2 separate regions of the Rattus norvegicus genome follow, and region 1 is linked to region 2. The links are chromatin contacts, called in public Hi-C maps. All regions are on one chromosome and are shown on one strand. The core of a region is the stretch at or near the end of the contact, and the rest is flanking DNA. Distances in the headings are between cores, read along the strand shown. Region 1 has its middle 510 kb from the start of Gramd2b. Region 2 holds the start of Zfp608 (zinc finger protein 608).

Evidence for each region. A called contact is a pair of places that touch in the nucleus more often than the background predicts.
Region 1: a Hi-C map of psoas muscle shows a contact between it and region 2, with 2.8 times the contacts expected there. The contact joins the enhancer-like site here to the promoter of Zfp608 in region 2. A contact is called at or near these places in 2 of 12 Hi-C or Micro-C datasets (Schwann cells and psoas muscle) and 1 of 1 datasets of contacts at active chromatin or transcription factors (oligodendrocytes).

What each region holds. Positions count from the first base shown.
Region 1 is chr18:51,573,839-51,579,011 of GRCr8, reverse strand. No RefSeq gene overlaps it. Among named protein-coding and RNA genes, the nearest start is that of Gramd2b, 510 kb to the left of the region's middle. Within about 2 kb of position 2,996, at least 3 of the 93 cell types and tissues checked have an H3K27ac peak or open chromatin away from gene starts, as enhancers often do.
Region 2 is chr18:50,606,710-50,611,285 of GRCr8, reverse strand. Zfp608 (zinc finger protein 608) reads left to right here and starts at 2,664. Exons shown (of 10, transcript NM_001107378.2): 1 at 2,664-3,025; 2 at 4,107-4,576. The coding sequence starts at 4,290. It overlaps LOC108348794 (a long non-coding RNA gene), which reads right to left and starts at 2,598. Exons shown (of 5, transcript XR_005496361.2): 1 at 2,506-2,598.

The DNA.
Region 1 (5,173 bases), core at 1,747-4,246, 970 kb before region 2:
TCTGTGTTTCTTGGCCACTTCTTCTCTACCTGGGATTGGTTTGCAGTTTGGGGGCTCATTGTGTTTACTGAGAAGACTCGAAATTTCTCCTGTTCAAAGTTCCATATCTGAGTTGTACCATTAAGAAAACCTTTGAGGCTGTAGTGACTGGAACCAAGAATCAGTCTCTGACTATCTCATGGGAGTGATATATCATGGTGGAGATCCAGGCAGAGAGGGACTAAAGATTCAAACTAAACTAAACTAAACTAAACTAAACTAAACTAAACTAAACTAAACTAAACTAAACTACAAGAGGGAATTTAATAGAGAGTATATCAGTAGATGATTATTAGATGACAAAATCAAAGGGATTTCAACTGGATGGTGTGATGTTTTAGATGAGGATGTCTCTCATAGGCACTGGCATTTAAATATTTGGCTGGTGGAGGATCAGGAGCTATGACTCTATTGGGGGAAGTGCATCACTGGGGTGTGGGCTTGGAGGATAAACAGATTCGTGCCAGTTTTAGTTTTCTTCCTCTCGCTTTTGGTTTAAGACATGAGCTCTCTGCTACTGCTCCAGCTCCCGTTCTGTCATTCTGCCATCTTGGACTATTATATTTTAGGGATTTTAAGCCAAAATAACCACTTTCTTCTTTGAGTCACTTTGGTGATAGTGTTATATCACAGCAAAGGAAGAGTAACTAACACAAGCAGTACTAGTAGTCTGCGTGTGAATGTGTATGTGTGCATGCATGTATATGTGCTTGACTTTCAGAAACATATACATTTATTGTTTTTGACATAAGTGATAATGATAAGGTATACGCTATTATCAGGGGAATGAGAGGCAAGAGGCATAACAGGTATGTGCCAAGCCAGAGAGATATAGAACATGTTTAGCGTCTGACCATGTCATGTATGCATAGCAGAATTAAATTGGGACATTTTTATCTCTGCCAATCTGGATGTAGAACTCTCAGCATGCATCAAAATAAGTTCATATTAAATTCAGAATTCCTTCTGAGCTCAGAGAGCTCATACCTGTAATCCCAGAATGTAAAAGATTATAGTAAGAGTATTGCAGAAAGTCTGAGGTAAACCTGGGCTATTTAGTGGACTCTAGGCCAGCCTAGGTTAGACGGTGACAACAAAATCTAACAACCAGACAAAGATGGGGCCTGGTGACAGCAGGGCTATAATCACAGCTACTTTGTAGTTAGAGGTAAGAGAACTTCAAGTTTGAGTTAACCTGGGTTACAAAGTGAGTTCAAGGCCAACCTGGACAACTTAGTAAGATTCTGTCTGTAAAGATTCAGGGGTGGGGCTAGGTTCAATCCCTAGGACTGTAAGGAAGCCAAAGGAAAGAACTACTACAGATAGTGCAGCTGGATATCTGCTTGTCTGAATGGTGTCCAAGAAATGAGTTGTGCAAGGGGAATTCTTAGTGCTTGATGGAAAACATCAGAAAACAGGAGTCTCATGACCTTGGTTTCTTTAAAAACATGGAATTGTTCTTGGAATATGCTTTTGTGCTCCTTCCAGTTGTGGTGGAGAGGAGTGAGTTTACTCCAGCTGTTGTTATGGAAAAACATGTTTTTGCCACGTGTGGATTGTTTTTGTGATTGAACAAGAACGGTCTGGTGATTCTTCTTAACCCTCAGGAGTACAACTTGCCTGATGCTCTGACTAGAGGTGGCTAACGCATGGTTCCTTAGTTCACCTTATTTTCAGGCCTCGTTCTTCCAGGTTCAAGCTTCCAATTAGAGTTGATGAACATCCGGAGGTAGTTTTAGATATGTCTGAAATCAGATGAGTGGGCTTAGCTTTGGTGAGGTTGGTACCCACACATACAAATGCATGCTCAGGACATTGTCTGAGGCCAAACAAATTTGATGTACTACTAGAGTGGCCTCTGCACATCCTCTGCACAGATAGACATATGTGTGGGGTATAACATGAAAATTAAACCACAGTAATGTATTAGAAGAAAGGGAAGGACCGAGCACAGGTAATAGGCACAGGTTATGGAGAAGGATGTAAAGCTGAGTGTTTTTCTAGTTCTAACTCTGTCATGGGTTATTTTTCACTGTGGTGGAGGATGGTTCGTAAGATAGATCCAATAGTGAAGGTGCAAAATGTAACACGAAGCGCCTCAGCTTCCAATTTTAAAGGCTCCTGTAACTATTCTGAAGCTCACTGAGGTGTATAGTTTTTGAGTCTGCTTTATTTAGGGGGTACCATTTTTGTTTGGAATCTGTTTAATAATAAAATAGAAAATAAATTTAATGACATACTCCTGCTATCAAATTATATCATCATTTTCTTCTCTAAAGATATTGAGGAACATATCCTTTTGCATTTTAGTTTTTGAAAATGGATGTAAATAGGAAATAAGTAATGTAATCAGGTAAAAATTATAAACTGCTATGTCATTGGATAGCAAAAGTAATGTGTAGCACAGAAATCAGCTACAGAGACACATTCAGTTCAACAGTTGAACAAACCTTGGAGAGTAGCTATTTACTGCTCACACTGTTCTAGTGGAACAGGCCAGTGAATGAAACAGACAAAGGTCCCTGCATTTGTGGAGTTTATATTCTAGTAAAAGTGGCTAATAATAAAATGTGGGCATAATTGCAAGAATAGAGAAAAGGACACAGCATGGGTACTGGAACTCAAACTCGAGTTTTCTGTAGTGTGCTCTTAACCTCTAAGCTACCTATCCAGGCATTGTCCTTGTTATATTAACACTGCCTACCACTTTTAGCATAAAGGTCTCATAATTTCAAAAATTTAGGCCGGAGGGGATTATAAAAACTATTTTCCATTACTAATACCCAAATCTTTCACATTTGTACTTCTCGAGAGAAAGGGATTTACTCTGGATGATTTGGAATTTTAGGATGCAGTTTCATAATCCTATTTCTGGCAGGATCCTGTCTCTTAGGACATGTCAGAGTTCTTACTGTGTTGAAAATAGCATTTGGCTTTTGTACCACCAGAGCACAGTGCATAAGAACATGGTGTTGCTCATTTGTAATGCTCTATACTGCTCAGACGGCAGCTGTGTGAGCTTATATCTTCTCTCACTTGTAGTGCCTGCCTGTTAGTGTTTGACTGAATAGGTACTGGAAAGGGTAGTGTTGTTTGTGAACTATAACAAAGCAGCCATGAAGCCTACGGGAACTTTCATTTCTTACAAGGTCAAGGGGAAAGAAATATCACAGTGATAATGGTCTTGTGGGATGTGCTACACCTTTCAGACAAATCTTTCAGTATTAATTTGATTTATTTGATTTTATATCTTCAAAGAAATGGAAGGACCCATCCTTACATGGAAATGTTGAACAGGGCTGGTTCTAGAAATGCTTCCAATGTTGGCTTGTAACTAAGTAAAAGGCTCTAGTTCATAATGGTTAAGCTATATATATATTTTTCATGAGTAGACTACTATTATTTTAAACCAAATAAGTACATGACCTTTTGAAGAAATTTATGTTCCTTAGTAAAAGTCTAGAGTAAGAGCTAGAGCGTCTAGATTATGCAAGACTGGGTTGGATCCTCAAGACAGAAAGAGAAGAGTTTCAGTGAAACAGAAATCTGGAGCTTCAGGAACACACACCACGAGTTTGGGAGGGTTTCCTCCCAGCTTTGGTGACAGGTGTCAGTTTTATCTTCCAAGTGCTGAATATGTCCTGCTGACAGTCAGTGAACTCAGTGGACCATGTCACAATGCTATAGCGTTGCAGAACACATCACTTGAGCTCTGCCTGTGTCATCATCTCACAATGATGACAGAGTCTCCTGAAGAAAAATAGTCTCAGTGTTTGCTGCAAAATATTGCAGAGAATTCTTACAGTCTAGAAAGTATGAAGACCAAAGTTGCTTCCTGTTTCTCCTCAGTTAATACAAAAATGAATATAAAAAGAACCTCTAGATTTTCCATTCAAAAGATTCATATTATTCTAGTTTTTTCTCAATCTTGTTCAATATAAAAATATATAAATTGGTATTATATTTAAGCAGTACCAATATTTCAAGATTATTAACTAAGCTTATTCAGTTAATGCTTAATGGACATTGCTCAATGTTTTTAGTTAGTTCTTCTAATTCTTTTATTTCTATTTTTAATATTATGCATATATTTGTGTGTGGATGTGTGTGTGCATGTGATTACAGGTGACTGTAAAAGCCAGAGGCATTGGATTCCCTTGGAGCTGAAGTTCCAGAAAGATGTTAACTGCCTCACATGGGTGCTGGGAATTGAACTCAGGCCCTTTGGAAGGACAGTATATGTCCTGAACTACTGAGTGGTCTTCCCAGCCCCAATTTTAGGATTTTTTTTTCAATCAAGAATGGAAAAGGAACAGAAAACAAACTGATTTCAGTTAGGGTGATTGGAAATCACTGACAGAAATTTTGTCTTACATTCAGAAATTTGTTAATTCATTTTTTAATTAAAATTTACTTTGTAACTTCTCTCTATGTCTAATACAGCCACACTCCTTTCACCTGCCGTGAGGATAAGTTGTTCAGATAACATATATGGGTGAGAATATATGGGTTATGTCTTGCTGCCGGGCTTAAACAGAAAGGCTCCAACTTAACCCACACTGTTCCAAGTGGTAGGATTTTATTCTCTTGTCTGAGTTGAGCTCTGTGGTGCTTATGCACCACGTTCTATTTATCAGTGCAAGTGTTGTTCGTATTTAGTTTGATTTTATAACTTGGCTATTGTCAATAGTTCTAAAAATGTTAAGTGAGGTGGTCTCTCTGCCATATTGATTTGTTTTCATTTGTCTATACATAGCTAGTAGTGGGATTTCTGGGTCCAATGATCTAGATCCAGTTTTAATTTTTAAGGGAACTTCATACCTTTTAAACAAGGTTGAACTAACTTCTGTTCTTACCACCAGTGTACAAAAGTCCCTTTCTCACATTGTGACCGCCACCTGTTACCTTTCAGCATTTATTGTCTGTCTGTCTGTCTGTCTGTCTGTCTGTCTCTCTCTCTCTCTCTCTCTCTCTCTCTCTCTCTCTCTCTCTCTCTCTCTCTCTCTATGTGTCCGTGTGTGTGTGTGTGTGTACCTGCATGTGAGTGCTGGCACTCAAATACCATGACATGCAGGCATGAGAAGGCAACTTTACGTGTTGGTTTTCACCATCCAACTCTGAGGTAGAATCTCCA
Region 2 (4,576 bases), core at 1,415-3,914:
CGCCCCAGCTCCCCCCTCCCTCCGTCCTGCGGGAGGTTCCGCAACCCCAATCTGCTTGGAAAATAAAACGCTTTGTCTCCACCGCCACCCCCCATAGCACCCCCACCCGCGCTCAGTGTGTGTTTTATACGTGTGTATATCTCAACCCCCTACAGTAGCCAAGAGAAAGCAGCTAACCAATGAGAGAGCTCAGTTTCATAAAAGCTGCTCTCTGATTGGCCCTGCGCGAAAGGGCATTGGGAACAAAGAAAAGTCCCTTTCAGGTATACAGGCTGAGAGCTCCTTTGGCTCCACTCCCCCTGTGCGTGTGTTGTGTTTCAGTTCTGATTTCACTGTTCCAGAACAAGCTTGGTGTGTGTGTGTGTGTGTGTGTGTGTATGCACCGGGGGGATTTCTGTGTTCTGGCTTTTTGCTTTATTTTTGTTGTTTTTTTATTTTTATAAAAAAAATACACGGGACGGTCTGTGACATTTGCTGGTCCATCTTTAATAAAAAAAATTGAAGAAATTATAATTTCCAAAATAAAGCGGCTGCAACCAAACACACTCAATGCAGTTAGAAGGAAAAGGTCAACTCGCTCCCATACAGACCGTAAGTACGGTTGCGTGGTGTGTCGCTATATAGCACTTTAGTGGGGTTTTCATGCAGGGGAATGTGAGAGTTTTATGCATTGAAATGAGGAACTAGTTACAGGGTTTGGCTATGCATTTAGAACAGCCCAAGAACGGTGAATTTTATTCAGTGGAGGCTGACTTTGTAACTTCTTTAGACAAATTAAGCTTGACTGGGCACTTGGGCTAACTTAGAGTAAATTACCTTTTGGGCTCTAACCCAAAGGAGACTAAGAGTGATTCAGTTACACACCCTGGTCCTCCCTGTCAGGTCTCCTGCGCACCTTCCCCCTCCTTTCCTCTTCTACCGGAGCTGAGCTGACCCCCGCCCAGACCGAGCCAGGCAAATGGGAACCCGGGTAGAACAAGCTGATTTCTCTCCTGTCACATCCCCCTGCTCAGTAATTTAATAGTAAACTAGGGAATATTCATCCATTACATGTAATGACTGTAACTACCATTTTCCACCTTCTTAAAAAAGGGGGGGGGGCAAGAAGAAAAAAAAACATTAAGAGAAGGTGTGTGTGTGGGGGGGAGCCCCACCCAACCCAAACAAACCCACAAATAGTAACAATGGTGTGTTTATTACAAGTCCCTGTTTGGGAGCTAGCAAAATGTTTTTCTTTGTTTAATACATGGTGGGGGGGTGTTTCCTAAAATCCCAGCAGCTCCGAGGTACTCTGCCCTCCCCCCAGGCGTCCTCCGCTTTGGCCCCTTGGGAAAGCCGACAAATTGGAGATCAGTTGAGGAAAGGTTTATAAGCTGTTTCTTTAAAACATCTGCTTTGCTCTTGTGGCCATTACATTTCCCTCCTTCCGAACTTCCGAGATGGCTGAGAAATGTTTCACATTCATAACTTGTAGCTTCGCCCACTGTAGGGCGTGCGGGGGGAGAGGGGGTTGCAGGGGGAAGGGAGAAACCTTCAGCTTTTTTTTTTTTAAAAGACCAGATCAGTATTTTCTTGATACGCTTGTCACCATTTTTGTTCTCACGACAACCAATTGAGCCCTTGATCCTCACGTGATGTGAAAGGCTTGCACTGTAACAAAACCGCTCCTTTTAGATGGTTGGTGTTGCTAACGCGCCCATCCCCCTCTCCCAGCCCCGACATTTCCAGCAAAGCGACTCTCCACTTCCAATCCATCAACAATTCATTACTGCTTTTAGCTTCCAAACGCCAGCTAATTAAAAATACTAAGCCAAGCTCCGAGGCCATCTGACTAAACACAGGAGGGGGTGGGCGAGAGGTGGAGAGAGGAGGAAAAAAAAAATAGAGACGCACTGTTTGCTGCGTGTAGAGAAAGAGAAATTGTCCTGGAGAAAGGTCGCCTTAAAAAAAAAAAAAACCTTTTTGACTCTAATTATCGAATTACCACATGACAGATCGGCTTGCGCGGCGGAGGATTTTAACCCCTCCTCGGGGACTATTCTAAGAACTCGGTTCTTTTTTTCTCAAAAACAACATAAAACAGGAAAACATCACATCCTTCAGGTTTCCAAGGCAGCCCCTTTTAGACGCCGTTATTTTCCCCGCTCCACCGCCCCCCGCCCCGGGCGAAAGCTGCTCTAACTGGTTTATCAGCTCCCTGCACAGTCTGCTCCCTCCTCCTCCACACCTTTCTTTTTCTCCTCCAGCCCAGCGCCTCATCCCACCCTTTCTTCCTCCTCCTCCTCCTCCCCATCCTTTCACCCCCTCCTTAAGTTAGTTGGAGAAATCAAATGTCAGGACGAGCGGAAAAATGCCACTTCCCGACTAACAGGCGGAATCCAGCCCAGATTTTCAGTCCTTTCTTCTTATTCTTTCTTCCCTTTCACTAATTTATCCCGATGTTAGCACATTCTGTCTCGTTACTAGAGGACGCCTGTAGGTTTGCTACATGAGATCATTACTTACTGATCACGGTGACTCTGAAGTCTGCAACCGAAAGCGGAATGAGAAGTTCGGAAAAGTTTTTTCTCTAATTCTCTCTCTCTCTCTCTCTCTCTCTCTCTCTCTCTCTCTCTCTCTCTCTCTCTCTCTCTCTCCCTCCTTCCTTTCCCTCCCCTCCCCTCCCCCTCTCCTCTCCCTCTCTCTCAACACCCTATTATTCTGAATGCTTGTTAAGAGGAAAAACACCCTTCGGTGCTTGGGTTGCGAATGTGAAGCATCTCTCAGCTGCACAGTGACACATTTTTTTTTTTTTTTTTTTTTTAAGGAGAAAAGGACTCCAGAGCTTTTTGCCAAAAGGGGGATGGGGAAGTGGAATAATGTTACTGAGTGATTATTTTGGCTGGGATGTGTTACTTGCTTTCTTCCTTTTTGATCATTTGGTGTTTAAGTAAAATGAAGCACACGGTTGTGTGCCTAGTGGACTGAGAAATGTTTTTTTTTTTTATTTGCGGGCCTAATTAAAAAAATGATAAAGGATTTAAAGGTAAGCATTCTCTCTCTCTCTCTCTCTCTCTCTCTCTCTCTCTCTCTCTCTCTGCGTGCCTCTGTATGTCTTTCTCTGTATATTTATTTATTTTCTTGACAATCAACTGTTAAAAGGGGACTGATCCCTTTAAAAAACTGTTTTAACTGCTCTTTGTCAAACACACACTCATTTGTGGTCACTGAGGCCACCTTGGCGCAGATCACTTAAAGTGTACGTCTTAATCAGTTTCCCTACAGACAGTAGCACCATATTTAACTGACTGAGCAGTTCTGTGACCCAGGGGTATGGCAAAATTATTTAGATGGATTTTTCTTTTTTTCTCCAGAAGACAGATATTTAACCTTTCCTCTCACACTGTCTTTTTACTGAGAAAAATACTCTTAAAGAGGTCTGTGCATATTTCATGAAGAATTGTGTAGCTGCTCAGGAAGGAGGGTGGTGGGTATGTGTGTGTGAGGGGAACTACTGTTGTTTTTCTGTTTCTTGTGGAGAACAAAACCTAGGTTGTCTAGACAATTTGTAAGAAGTATTAGAATTAGAAATAAGGAAAACTTAGTGACATTTTGAATACTAGTCCTAGAGAACTTTGAGGGCCTCTTTTTGTTTTTGTTTTTTTGTATGTTTTGTTTTGTTTTTACATTGCAAGACCCAGGACATGTTTAGGGGATGTTGAACAGGGTGTTTTTCTTGTATGAATGTCCAGGATCTTTTCCTGGGGTTGAAATAGCACGTGTGCCAGGCAAAAAAATAAAAATGTTCAACTTAAAAAAAAAAGCCACAAAAACCTTTCTGGGCTTGAATCAGATCCTTGGAGATATTTTAATGCTTTTAAAGAACTGGCTATCCCCCTGCTGTTTAGAGGGATTTTCGTTTTAGCTACTGTAAGATGTTTATTGTCAGGGGGGTGGTTTTCAAGTCTGCCAGTTTTCCTTTAAACCTGGTATTGGACTCTGAAAACGATAATGAGCCCCCTCCTCTCTGTCCTTCCTTGTGTCCCTTACTCACTCCCCAGTATTAATGGTTTTCTATTCCGGTAATACCCAGACAAGAAATATTCGACTTTTTCCCCCCTCTACAGGAGAAGGTGGACCTAGAGTGGAGGGAGTGAGATCCCGGACACATTTTTGGGGCAGGAAAAAGAAGAGGAAAATTGGAAGAATTTTTTTTTCTTTAAAAGAAAGCCCAGAGGAGCTAAACGAATGTCCCCTCATCTCTCAAGGAAAGTTCATTGGATTTTTAATCTCGAGAGCTCATCTTCAGGATGTCCGTGAACGTTTCGACTGCAGGAAAAGGTGTGGATCCAAATACAGTTGATACTTATGACAGTGGCGATGATTGGGAAATCGGGGTTGGAAATTTAATCATTGATTTGGACGCCGATTTGGAAAAGGACAGACAGAAATTTGAGATGAATAATTCCACCAACACCACTACCAACAACACTAAGGATTGTGGAGGTCCGGCCTCCAATGGGACCTGTGCTACCTCAGCCTTAGCTGATGGCCTAAAATTTGCTTCTGTTCAGCCCTCCGCTCCCCAGGGGAATTC